2 separate regions of the Salmo salar genome follow, and region 2 is linked to region 1. Evidence: chromatin contacts called from public Hi-C data. All regions are on one chromosome and are shown on one strand. Each heading gives the region's core, a stretch centred on a gene start, on an enhancer-like site or on the middle of the called end of the contact. The rest is flanking DNA. Distances are from core to core; before and after follow the strand shown. Region 1 overlaps LOC106567013 (adenylate cyclase type 6). Region 2 holds the start of LOC106567013 (adenylate cyclase type 6).

Region 1 (6,061 bases), core at 831-3,330:
TGTGACCTCTCTCACCAGCCTGCAGGGAGACAAACACACACACACAGTTAGACACACAGAAGCTTGCGCAGACACACACCGAAAACCCCCTGTTACGATAGATTCTAGACAAGCCAAAATGTGCTTTCTACTAATTCAAAGTAGGTTATTCATTAGTGTGTGTGACTCACGAGATGGCCTCTATCATGTCCACTCCCATCTCCACACAGCAGTGTGCATGGTCGGCCCTGGGTTCAGGCAGTCCAGACACACAGTAGTAGCAGTCTCCAAGGATCTTGATCCTCAGACAGTGGTTCTCCTATAGGACACACACAGGTTCAGGGTTAGGGAGTAGTTTACACATCAAATGTTAAATGTATTACGGAGCATTACACAACACAAATGTAAGTGGCCAGTAGCCAATGAATCACACGTCACTATGGGCGATGCAAAATCCACAATTTAAAAGTAAAGAGTACATCTATAATAGGTTTGAAATCTGACGTACGGGGTTGAAGTGACTGATTATATGATGTCTAACTGCTCACCGAAGCTAGTTTGTCGAAGCGAGCGAAAAGTTCATTCAGTGTCATGACCAACTCTTGTGCGGTGCATTGTGATGCCAGGCTGGTGAATCCTTCGATGTCTGCAAACAGTATACTGTTGGATGGAGAGAGAAAGAAAGACAGGGAGAGAGAGAGCGAGAGAGAAAGAGAAAGCGGGAGTAAGAAAGATTGTAAGACAGAGGGAGGAAAAAGAGAGAATGAAAGAAGGAGAGAGAGAGAGGGGGAAGAGGGAGAGACAGAGAGATAGATCAATAACCCATCATTGGCATGGTCATGCGCCGACCGGCCTGTCTGCTCCCTCCCGCCATCTCTTGTTGAGATAGAGAGGCATTTATTCTGTTCAGCTTTTCGTCTGGACTCATATAGGTCACCTTCAGTCCTCCCTCCCTTCCCAGTGAAGACATCTCAGCACGATTCTCATTTTCTAATTTGTGGTAATAATTACAAGGAAGAGGAAAAACAACTGGAATGTTGACACTTCTAGTGGAGAGATGAGAGATGGCGCTGTTGCCCTCTTGATCAATGTTCTGACTCAATAATAATAATAACAACAACAACAACAACAACAACATGATAGAAGACAGACCGATAGAGAGAGAATGTCTGGGGAGTTTCACAGTGTTAATTCAACACATCTTGATGGTGATTGAATAGAGTTTAGACTAATATCTGGGTCAAGAGGCTGGTGGTGTTAGATCAGGTAGTCCAGGGTCCACAAAACAACTCAGAGTAGGAGTGCTGACCTAGGATCAGTTTAGCGTTTTAGTTAATACTTAATAAAATAGCATGGACTGATCCTGGATCAGCATTCCTACTCAGACACTTTGTGGATATGGGGCCACGGCAATGTCTGAAAAAATTACTGGCTTTCATATGCTTGCTTCCTCCATCCTTGTTTCCTCAATTCCTCTCAAAGTTCATTGGAGGAAGCAGTCCCAGGGAGGGACCTTGGATTCTTTCCTTTAATGTGCTTTAAGAGGATTTGAGGAACTGTGGCAGTTTTGTCATTTGAGCCAATACAGATGTGTCACATTTTGACCTCAGCACCACTTGTTGCGGGAAGAGAGTGAAATGGTCAGTGTGTGTCCATGGTTATGGCAGAGGGAAAGGGTGTGTGTCCATGGTTACCTGACGTTGTCATGTTTCTGGATGTAGATCTTGTGGAACATCATATCTTCCTTCTTGGCGTTGATATCTGCCTTCATCTCCATGGCAACGTGCCTCGGCAGCACCGACAGCAACAGGCGCTCCTGGAAAATGTGTATGATAGACAGAGAGAGACAGAGAGAGAGAGAGACAGAGAAGTGAGAGAAAAGCACTCAACCCATTCCCTTTCATGTGTTTCAACAGCTAGAAACCTCAATGAGTCACTGCCTTGAGTGCCAGTCATTGGTTGGAATACTGCGTGGGAACATGTTGGTAGAGTATAGAGGCATTCAGAAATACTCTATATTGTTGACCCACAATAATTTGAAAATATAGTTAGGTCAACAAGTGTAATGGCTTGTGTAAATGTATGCCTGTGTGTGTGTGTGTGTAGCCTACCTGTTGCTGATTCTCTCTCTGTAGGTAGAGCCGGGCCTGGATATACCCCCTGGTCTCCTGAAAGGCCTGTCTCTGAGATACCTCGGCAGGGTAGTGGGTACAGATACCTATCATGTTGGTGCACAGGAAGATCAACACGTTGGCACTCAGCTGGAGGGGAGGGAGAGAGAGCGAGCGACATGTAAGGTTACACATTTCACAATGTTATCATATGTTCCCACTGAGCTAGAGAAGAGAGGGAGAGAGATCTTGAATTATTATTGACATGTGGTGCGCTTTCTGGCACCACGTAACTGCCCTAGTCATCCAAGTGGGCGCCCCTTCATTTTGATAGAAGCGAAGGAGTAGCTAGCTAGCTACCTACTACGGAGTCCACGGACCGCAGTGGCTTAGCTCAAACAAAATCCGAGGTCTACTACGGATAAGACAGAGAGACACCTTGAGACCGCGCTAGCTGCCTGCCTGCCTCCGGACATTTTCTTACCGCTTGACCACCTCCCTCAGATGACCACTCAAGCCATGAACTTTCTAATGACTGTCCATCCCATGATGTTATGTTGTTTTTTTGTGCTTTGAAGCGCTTTGAGATTCTTTGAAAATCGCTATGTTTGAAGTTGAATAAATGTATTATATGTTAATTACCTATTCTAGTTCAGATGAATGTTTCTGCGTGTCATCTATGTCCTGTTGAATTATTCAACATTGTTTTTCCTGACAATGCAAGTACTTTTGTCATGCCAATAAAGCATTTTAGAACTTGAAAGAGAGAAAAGAGCGATGGAGAGAGAGCGAGAGACAAGAGAAAGGGAGGTGGGAAGAGAGAGAGAGAGAGAGAGAGAGAGAGAAAAGAGAGAAATGTAAGTATACACTCTGTTGTGACAGAGAGAACCTGGTGTGACCTGGGTGAGGTTGAATACGACCATTCACCATCACCATGTCATAAGATTTACAGCACGAAATCTAGACATCTAATCCAGAAATGTCTGGATACACAAATTAGGTATGATATACAGTATATGGTTAGAGATGATGAGAAAAACCTTGTGTCTTTCCAAAAGTGGACATTCTTGAGATGTCTTCTAGGCTATAATTGGGAAGTCGGGATATCTACACATTCTTTTTGAAAATCTATACATTCCCCTTCATACTGGTAAATGTACAGATTTACCGGGGAATCTATATATTTACAGGTGTTACTGGGAATTTACATTTCTGTAACTATACACAACCTGGAGTAGAGGGTTAAACCTACATTGACTGTAGGTTACAATACAACATTATAGACCAAGCGTGTGTACCAAATGGTGCCCTATTCCGTATATAGTCTCTGGTCTAGCTCTCCCTCCCTTTCTCATACTGTTAATAACCTTATTGTGACTGGCTCAGTGATTAAGTGGACATCAATAGGACAGCATTATGTTGCCCGTCTGTCTGTCTGCTTCCCTTATTGGATCTGACAACGCATCAAAACACAACGCATAATCATAGACAATACAAAGAAACGGGGTCAGAGACAGAAGGCCCACGCTTCTTCCTTACTCCACTATTCCTCCGTACAGATAGACACTAGGAACTGATTGAGAGAGGAGGCTCACTATTTCTCGCACTGTGCAGATAGGCAAATGCTAGTCTGATTTGCTTAAATTCACAGGGCGCTTGTGTTTTCAGACACAGCGGCAGTGGGGAAGAGACTAGGCGAATGTGAATTGTTTATGAGCCCACTGCAGCAAAACACAACCGCATTGTAGGCTTATATGCATGGGCTGGCTCAAATGAAGTTTAGAAGTTTAGCCTACAGTTAGACTAGACCAACACAACAGCATTAGGCTAGCTAAGTGAAGTTAGGATAGCCTGCAGTTAGCTTAGTGAGGTCGTTGACCTCGAGAACATTCCTCTGCTGCGCACACACACCCTCTACAGGCAACAAGCCAGTGTCTGTAAGTGATTTTGTCCACATCCAATGGTGTACACTGAACACACATGACTACAAGATCTCTCTCTCTCTCAGCCTGGGAAAATAGCTTGACCCTTGACCAGAGGACAGACTATTTCATCCCTAATGAGAAAAAGACAGACAGCCTCAGACCCTGGGTGAAGCGGACCTTATCACAGCCAGATGGCCATGTTGTTGTCTGATGGAGATTAATGAAGGAAATGACTTAGAGACTGACTGGTGTGTTCTGCTGTTCTCAGAACAACATTCTAGACCAGTTCCATAGAAGTTCTAAGGCCATTCCTTTTATGGACTCTGCTCTCCTCAAAGTGAACAATATGGTATTTTTGGGGGGAGCGTATCTACTGGACCATCAGAACAACCAGTTCCACAGAAGTTGAATAGAACTATTGCAACTAAATCAAATCCCACAAGGATGGCAATGTGGTGTGCTCTGTTCTCCTCAGAACATTCTGGAACAGTTGGTCTTAACAGACAAGATTCTAAAACAGCCAGGCTTTAGGCTGAACAATTTCCACAAAATCAATCAAATGGCATTACCAAACATGGCAAGTATGCACCACTCAAAAATGCAGCGCAGACTCTGCTCAAAGATCAGAGTGTGAAGTGTAATACAATACACTTCAAGTTGTTTTCAGTTGTATATTATAGCTGGAGGATAGTGCGCCTTTACTGCCGTACTTGGTATTTATTTATCTCCAACATCACTACCAGCATATGTAAGTCGATGCTGGTATGTGGCCAAACATGTTTGTGTATCTGTGCATTCGTACACCCACTGCATACTTCCTTGCATGTGCGTGCTTTGCAAAGGGCCATTCGCTTCATTGGATTCTACTGATAGTGTCCAGTACGTCTTCGTCTACGATTACGAGGTAAAACAGACGTGTAGCTACTGTAGTGTGACTTTGCTCAAACATGACTTGTGAAGCACCCATGTCATCTTTATGAAGACTTAATAAATGTTTTATAAAGCCTATAAGTTGTAGTTTATTTATAGTGGGACCAGCCGACGTGTAGTAGCCACTGAGTCTAGACAAAGAATAGTATTGGACGTTGATCCAAAAACACATATGTTTTTAGTCATATGTATGGCTTACACATGGTATACAGTATATATGAACATAAAGTAAATGGCTCAGTAGAATAGAATAAACACTTGAGCATAACTATAATACAGGAAGACACAATTTATTGTCCAATATTCACAGTTGAAGTCGGAAGTTTACATACACTTAGGTTGGAGTCATTAAAACTCATTTTTCAACCACTTCACAAATTTCTTGTTAAAAAACTATAGTTTTGGCAAGTCGGTGAGGAAATCTACTTTGTGCATGACACAAGTAGTTTTTCCAACAATTGTTTACAGACAGATTATTTCACTTATAATTCACTGTATCACAATTCCAGTGGGTCAGAAGTTTACATACACAAAGTTGACTGTGCCTTTAAACAGCTTGGAAAATTCCAGAAAATGATGTCATGGCTTTAGAAGCTTCTGATAGGCTAATTGACATCATTTGAGTCAATTGGAGGTGTACCTGTGGAGGTATTTCAAGGCCTACCTTCAAACTCAGTGTCTCTTTGCTTAACATCATGTGAAAATCAAAATAAATCAGCCAAGACCTCACCATGGGACCACGCAGCCGTCGTACCGCTCAGGAAGGAGACGTGTTCTGTCTCCTAGAGATGAACGTACTTTGGTGCGAAAAGTGCAAATCAATCCCAGAACAACAGCAAAGGACCTTGTGATGATGCTGGAGGAAAGAGGTACAAAAGTATCTATATCCACAGCAAAACGAGTCCTATATCGCCATAACCTGAAAGGCCGCTCAGCAAGGTAGAAGCCACTGCTCCAAAACCGTCAAAAAAAAGACAGACTACAGTTTGCAACTGCACATGGGTACAAAGATCGTACTTTTTGGAGAATTGTCTCTGGTCTGATGAAACAAAAATATAACTGTTTGGCCATAATGACCATCATTATGTTTGGAGGAAAAGGGGGAGGCTTGCAAGC
Region 2 (6,459 bases), core at 3,079-5,578, 59 kb after region 1:
CATAGAGATGAAGAGCCCTCCAATCCAGATTAAATTGGGCATGTTTCCTCTCCCCCATTAGCCCTGATGACTCACTGCTTGTATCCCAAATGACACCCTATTCCCTATATAGTGCGCTACTTCTGACAAGGGCCTAGGCTGGCTTCCGGCTGCATTCAGCACACATCAAGGACATAGGTATATAACCTCTAAACTTAATGAAGACTAAATCTCTCAGCCAGGGAGAATCTGTAGAACAACAACATGGATGAAAAATAATAGAGGTGCAGTGTTTCTGCATGCGTGTGCCTCGACAAGCAGCACTTGTCCAGGGCAACAACAAAAAAAATTGTCAGACAAAATTAATATATACAATACATACAAAAGTATGTGGACACCCCTTGAAATTAGTGGATTTGGCTATTTCAGCCACACAAGTTGCTGACAGGTGTATAAAATCGAGCACACAGCCATGTAATCTCCATAAGGGTGGGGCGGCAGGTAGCCTAGTGGTTAGAACGTTGGGCCAGTAACCGAATGGATGCTGGATCGAATCCCCGAGCTGAAAAGGTACAAATCTGTCTATCTGCCCCTGAACAAGGCAGTTAACCCACTGTTCCCCAGTAGACCGTCATTGCAAATATGAATTTGTTCTTAACTGACTAGCCTGGTTAAAAAAAAAAAAAAAAATTGCAGTAGAATGGCCTTACAGAAGAGCTCAGTGACTTTCAACATGGTACAATGATAGGATGCCACCTTTCCAACAAGTTAGTTCGTCAAATTTCTGCACTGCTAGAGCTGCCCCGGTCAACTTTAAGTGCTTTTATTGTGAATTAGAAACATCTAGGAGCGACAATGGCTCAGCAGCAAAGTGGTAGGCCACACAAGCTCACAGAACAAGACTGCCAAGTGCTGAAGTGCGTAAAAATTGTCTGTCCTCAGTTGCAACACTCACTACCGACTTCCAAACTACCTCTGAAAGCAACGTCAGCACAAGAACTGTTCGTTGGGAGCTTCATGAAATGGGTTTCCATGGCCGAGCAGCCGCACACAAGCCTAAGATCACCATGCTCAATGCCAAGCGTTGGCTGGAGTAATGGAATACTTTCTTTGTGAGGCATTGGAAAACCTCCCTGGTCTTTTTGGTTGAATCTGACCATACAGATAATTGTATGTGTTGGGTAAAGAGATGAAGTAGTCATTCAAAAATCATGTGTGTAGGCCAGTGTGTGTAGGCTAGTGGCACAGTCTCTCAATTGAATCCATTTTAAATTCAGGCTGTAACACAACAAAATGTGGAAAAAGTCAAGGGGTGTGAATACTTTCTGAAGGCACTGTATCTCAGTAGTTAACTATTGTCATGTATTAAATGTAATTGTCATATCAAATTTCCTAAAAACTTTCCACCAGCTTAAGCGCAAATTGTGACCCACAGCTGATGAAAGGGTGCTTCCGGTAAACCGTCTCTCAGTGACCAATATTGGAAACTGGGAAATAAATCTGAAGCTGTCGGACAGCTGGGACTCCCCTCTATACAACATAGATCATGTCATTCTGCCAACTTTAAATATATTCTTAGAATAGCCTAACCTGAATATTTTAGCTTAACAAGGTTATAGATAAACATGTCTTAGTTATTTATCTTGCTTTGAAGTAGGCTACTTTAGCCAATTGTTCTCTGATTCCTTGAATGAGGAAATTATTTTATAAATACAAAAAGTATTTGGTTGTAATTTTGCTACTTTTTATAGCCTATGAAGGGTAGCCAACCATGCTCCAGGACAGCCTTAAAGGGACAGTGTTGTATTTTTAGACAGGCTTGAATATGCAAAGAAGTCAATAGGCAGAGAGTAGCCTGCATTTTTTGTCTGATTCTCTGTATGGTAATAGGCCTTATAATCATAATAATTTTTTATTTTTTTTGTAAAGTGGTTCCTTGCATCATATGACACACTTTTAAGTCACCTTTTTGGCCCATAGTGTTACATACCTTTTTTGGGGGGACAAGTGACTTGGCAAAAAGTTAATGTCAAACCCCGGTGTGTGTGTGTGTGGGGGGGGGAGAGAAAACAAATGTACATTTATCAAAATATACAAAGAATCTATTATATTATATTTGAATCTATTCAATTCTACAGTACATGCCTGGCATGCCTTATTTCTAATCAAGAGCAGTAGCTATTGATAGAAGTTGCTTCAGAAAATAAACCTTTGGAACTAACTGAGGGGCTGGCAAACAGAGAATCCTGTTCTGTGGTTTGTTATTTCAAATACAGTTAGTTAAAATCTGTACTGCCATTCTGCCAATACACAACATAGTCTTCTGTCTGACATACACTAGCCTAGGTTGTATTCTGTGTATTCTTTAATAATGTAATTTCCAAAATATGTAGCCTACCTTTACTTATTTTATCATTACTAAAATTCCACCTATAATAAGTGGTTTCTCTTTTATTTTTCCTTTCCCCCATAACCATACCACAATATCTCTCCGTTATTAACGTCAAAGCAGGTTTAAGGACACATATTAACATTGAGTAGATGATTGGAACGTCGGATATTCTATTTTAAATACAAATATTAAAACAGCAAATAGCACGATATGCAAATGACATATATAGGTCTTGTTTCGCAGATAAAAGCATCTGATCTATGCACTAATAGATTATTCAATGCTCCTCTAGGTCAGACTGGTAATCAAGCATGTATTCACCTCTGGTGCATGCACCGCCGGTCAGACACACAGCTCGAGCACACAGCAGCGGTTATGTAACACAAACAGAACAGCGCATGCATGCATTTACAGCAGCATCCGCTCGAGATATCATAAAAAATAAAAAATAAAAAATACGTATTTCTATTCTTACTGACTCTGGATAAACCGGGAAAACAGTTGTCAACGTTGTAAATGAATATATATATAGGTTATATATTGAGTTTGAATGTATATTATCTATATGCAGGACTAAAGACCACATCATTCTCAGGATGTTTGCGATAAATAGGCCTCTATAATATGTGACATGCAATCAACTATCTGCATATAGCCTATTTGGTTGCAAGAAGGCCAGCCGAACACACTGATTCCATCGGACGCACCGTTTGTATGTGTAGCCTATGTTAACCAGCCTTTACCCTGCCAGACTGCTGACATTTCGTTGCAGTTACGGCAAGTATCCTATACTTCTCAAACATTGCTTAGGCCTATATAACGGGGTGTCTGTTTCCTTGCACTGACGTTTGTTATCCATTTAAGACCCTATAGCCTTACCATTCGACGCCAGAATTTAGGTCAGGAGTAACGGTCATCACTTAAAATCTCTCTACCAACTTCTCAGATAAACTCTAGACAAGTAGTATAGCAGGGTTCCCCAACTGGCGGCCTGAGTAAAATAACATATATATATATATATATATATATATATAAGCTCCAAGTCATTTTAATTTAGGAAAATCTGTTCCCAATTATTCCCACGCATTATAGAGAGACACCTGATCGTATACAAGTGTAAACAAGGTTCGAAATGATGATGTTTTAACCAAATACACCTGTGCTTCTTGAGGTCAATTTGCAGTCTACAAATTATTTATAATTATGTTCCGGACCCCCGACCATCCACTCCAGAAAATCTAGTTAATGATCCCTGGCCTACAGTATTGGCAAAGTCATGATACCCTGATGCACCTTCAAGCATATTTTTATGGTGAGAGAACATGATACATGTCCTAAACCGGGTCCTTCTCGGTAAGTCCCTTCTTGTAAATGCACCTAGAATGTATCCTTATTTAGTAAAGGCCTCAACAAATATATGAAGCTTACACATAGCCTATAGGCTTGTTACTAGCTACATGGTCGATAGTGCCATGTAAAACAATACAGTGCAAATACCTGCATAACATAACATGCCACCTTGAGACTTGGCTACAGGCTACTGCAACACTTTGCCTTAAGAGGCCGACTCTCAACATTGTAACCTCGGATGTTCTGTTGACATTTTGTAGCACTAGTGTTTTCTATAACTACACTGATACTAGTCGACTTGCTACTATTGTAGCGTTGTTGTAGCCTACAAAAACAGTTGGCCAGAAACCTAGGACAGCGGGAGGGCTTGTACTTACCACATTGACTGACACCCTTGTACGAATAGCGCGCAATATGGACTACTTTTCTCCCTCTGCGTTGGTAGACATGCTTCGCTGTCTTCTCGTTTCAGATGAAAACGTTTATCAATCGACGTCCGTAGGCGACAATCGAAGGGAACGGCTCCAAATGTACAAATCTCTCGTTCGCGCTTTGCTCTTCTCAACGCTCTCTCACCCTCATACATTCTCATGAACTCAGTAAGCCCCCTAGAGGTAGCTCCAGTGTGAATGTGTGTGTAGGGAAGTACTTCTCATGAACTAATAATAGGACAACAAATGGCAACACAAATACAGTGGTGAAAAAAGTACTCAATTGTCATACTTGGGAAAAAATCAAAGATACCATAATAGAAAATAAAAGTGAAAGTCACCCAGTAAAATACTACTTAAATATACTTAAGTATCAAAAGTACATGTACTTTCTAAAATATACTTAAGTAGGCCTATCAAAAGTAAGTAAAGGTATAAATAATTTCAAATACCTCATATTAAGCAAACCAAGCATAGTTTATTTTTGTACATTTTTTATAGATTTTTTTACAGATAGCCAGGGGCATGCTCCAACACTCAGACATCATTTACAAACATGTGTTTGGTGAGTCCACTAGATCAGAGGCAGTAGGGATGACCAGGGATGTTCTCTTGATAAGTGTGTGAATTAGAACATTTCCTGTCCTGAAAAACATTCCAAATGTAACGAGTACTTTTGGGTGTCAGGGAAAATGTATGGAGTAAAATGTACATCATTTTCTTTAGGAATGTAGTGAGGTAAAAGTACACGTTTTCAAAAATATAAATAGTAAAGTAAAGTACAGATACCCCCAAAAATGACTTAAGTAGTACTTTCAAGTATTTTTACTTGAGTACTTTACACCACTGCACAAATATGAGTGCTATTTTGAGTGGGACAAGCAATGAAGAATGTGATGGAGATTGAACTACTAAATTACTAAAAAAGTCAGTAAAAGTTAGTTAGGCCTACAAAGCCTCGTTTATACTTTGCGCCAACATGTTTTTTAATGATCTGATCAATATGATCCAATCAAAAGCTAATGTTGTGTCTGCACATTCTATTAAAATGTGTCTCTTCTCCGTTCACTCTGTCCGCATTGTGAAAAGATTAGCTGGGGCCTCTCACTATGCAAAATATTTGACAGATATTATTTCAAAATAAGATTTATTTAAAGACAATTTGATGCCATAAGTCAATGGTACTACCTGTCAAGGATATTAGAGGCCAGTATAATGATGATTTAAATGGTTTGACCATCCAGATCTGTTTACACTTGATTGATATCCAGACACAATGCACACCAGACTACCTCCAGAAATGGTCAGGAAGATTTAATCCCAATCAGATCGAAATGTGTCTTTGAATCATCTCTACACGCCTATTAAACAAATGGGGCCACAATGTAGAATGTGGACAAGATCAGGACAAAGGGAGCTCAAGAGAGTGACAATGTTGACTGCAGCTAACCAAGATATACCATTAAAGAGTGCAGCCTACTACTTTAGCGTCCAAGGACCTTAGTAAGTAAGTCACTTTGCACAAGTATTTCTCCTGTTTCTGTAGCATGAGGCAGTTTGATGTACAAGTACACCCACCAGACAGGGCACTAGTATACTGCAGGGCCTTATCCCAAATCAATGCCCTTAATGCTGAGTGCCAAGCAGAGATGCATCGGTTCCCGTTTTTACAGTCTTTGGTTCCAATCTCAGGGCAGACACTCTAACCACAAGGCCACTGAGTTGGTTATATATGGGCACAATCAGAATGTGGACAAGATCAGGACAAAGGGGGCTCAAGAGAGTGGCAATGTGGACTGCAGCTAGCCAAGATGTACTGTTAAGGGCTGCAGGCTAGCCTACTACGTTAATGTCCAAGGACCTTAGGCATATAACCTACAGGTAACTGACAAAATAAAGGAAACACTTAAGTAAATGAGGGATACAAAGTATACTGAACAAAAATATAAATGCAACATGTAAAGTGTTGGTCCCATGTTTCATGAGCTGAAATTAAAGATCCCAGAAATGTTCATACGCACAAAAAACGTATTTCTCTCCAGTTGTGTGCACAAATTTGTTTACATCCCTGTTAGTGAGCATTTCTCCTTTGCCAAGATAATCCATCCACTTGACAGGTGTGGCATAAAGAAGATGATTAACAGCATGCTCATTACACAGGTCCACCTTTTGCTGAGGACAATAAAATGGCCACTCTAAAATGTACAGTTTTGTGACACAACACAAGGCCACAGGTGTCTCAAGTTTTGAGGGAGCGTGCAATTGGTATGCTGACAGCAGGAATGTCTACCAGAGCTGTTGCCAGAG

Evidence for each region. Hi-C and Micro-C count contacts between places; a contact is called where the count stands out from the background.
Region 2: a Hi-C map of gill shows a contact between it and region 1, with 4 times the contacts expected there. The contact joins the promoter of LOC106567013 here to the enhancer-like site in region 1. A contact is called at or near these places in 2 of 3 Hi-C or Micro-C datasets (gill and muscle).

What each region holds. Positions count from the first base shown.
Region 1 is chrssa13:43,495,546-43,501,606 of Ssal_v3.1, forward strand. LOC106567013 (adenylate cyclase type 6) reads right to left here. Exons shown (of 23, transcript XM_014135781.2): 4 at 2,091-2,240; 5 at 1,674-1,795; 6 at 528-639; 7 at 171-298; 8 at 1-19. Among protein-coding and RNA genes, the nearest start is that of galnt6, 27 kb to the left of the region's middle. Within about 2 kb of position 2,081, at least 1 of the 13 cell types and tissues checked has an H3K27ac peak or open chromatin away from gene starts, as enhancers often do. A contact at or near this core is called in gill, where this site is marked.
Region 2 is chrssa13:43,552,055-43,558,513 of Ssal_v3.1, forward strand. LOC106567013 (adenylate cyclase type 6) reads right to left here and starts at 4,329. Exons shown (of 23, transcript XM_014135781.2): 1 at 4,099-4,329.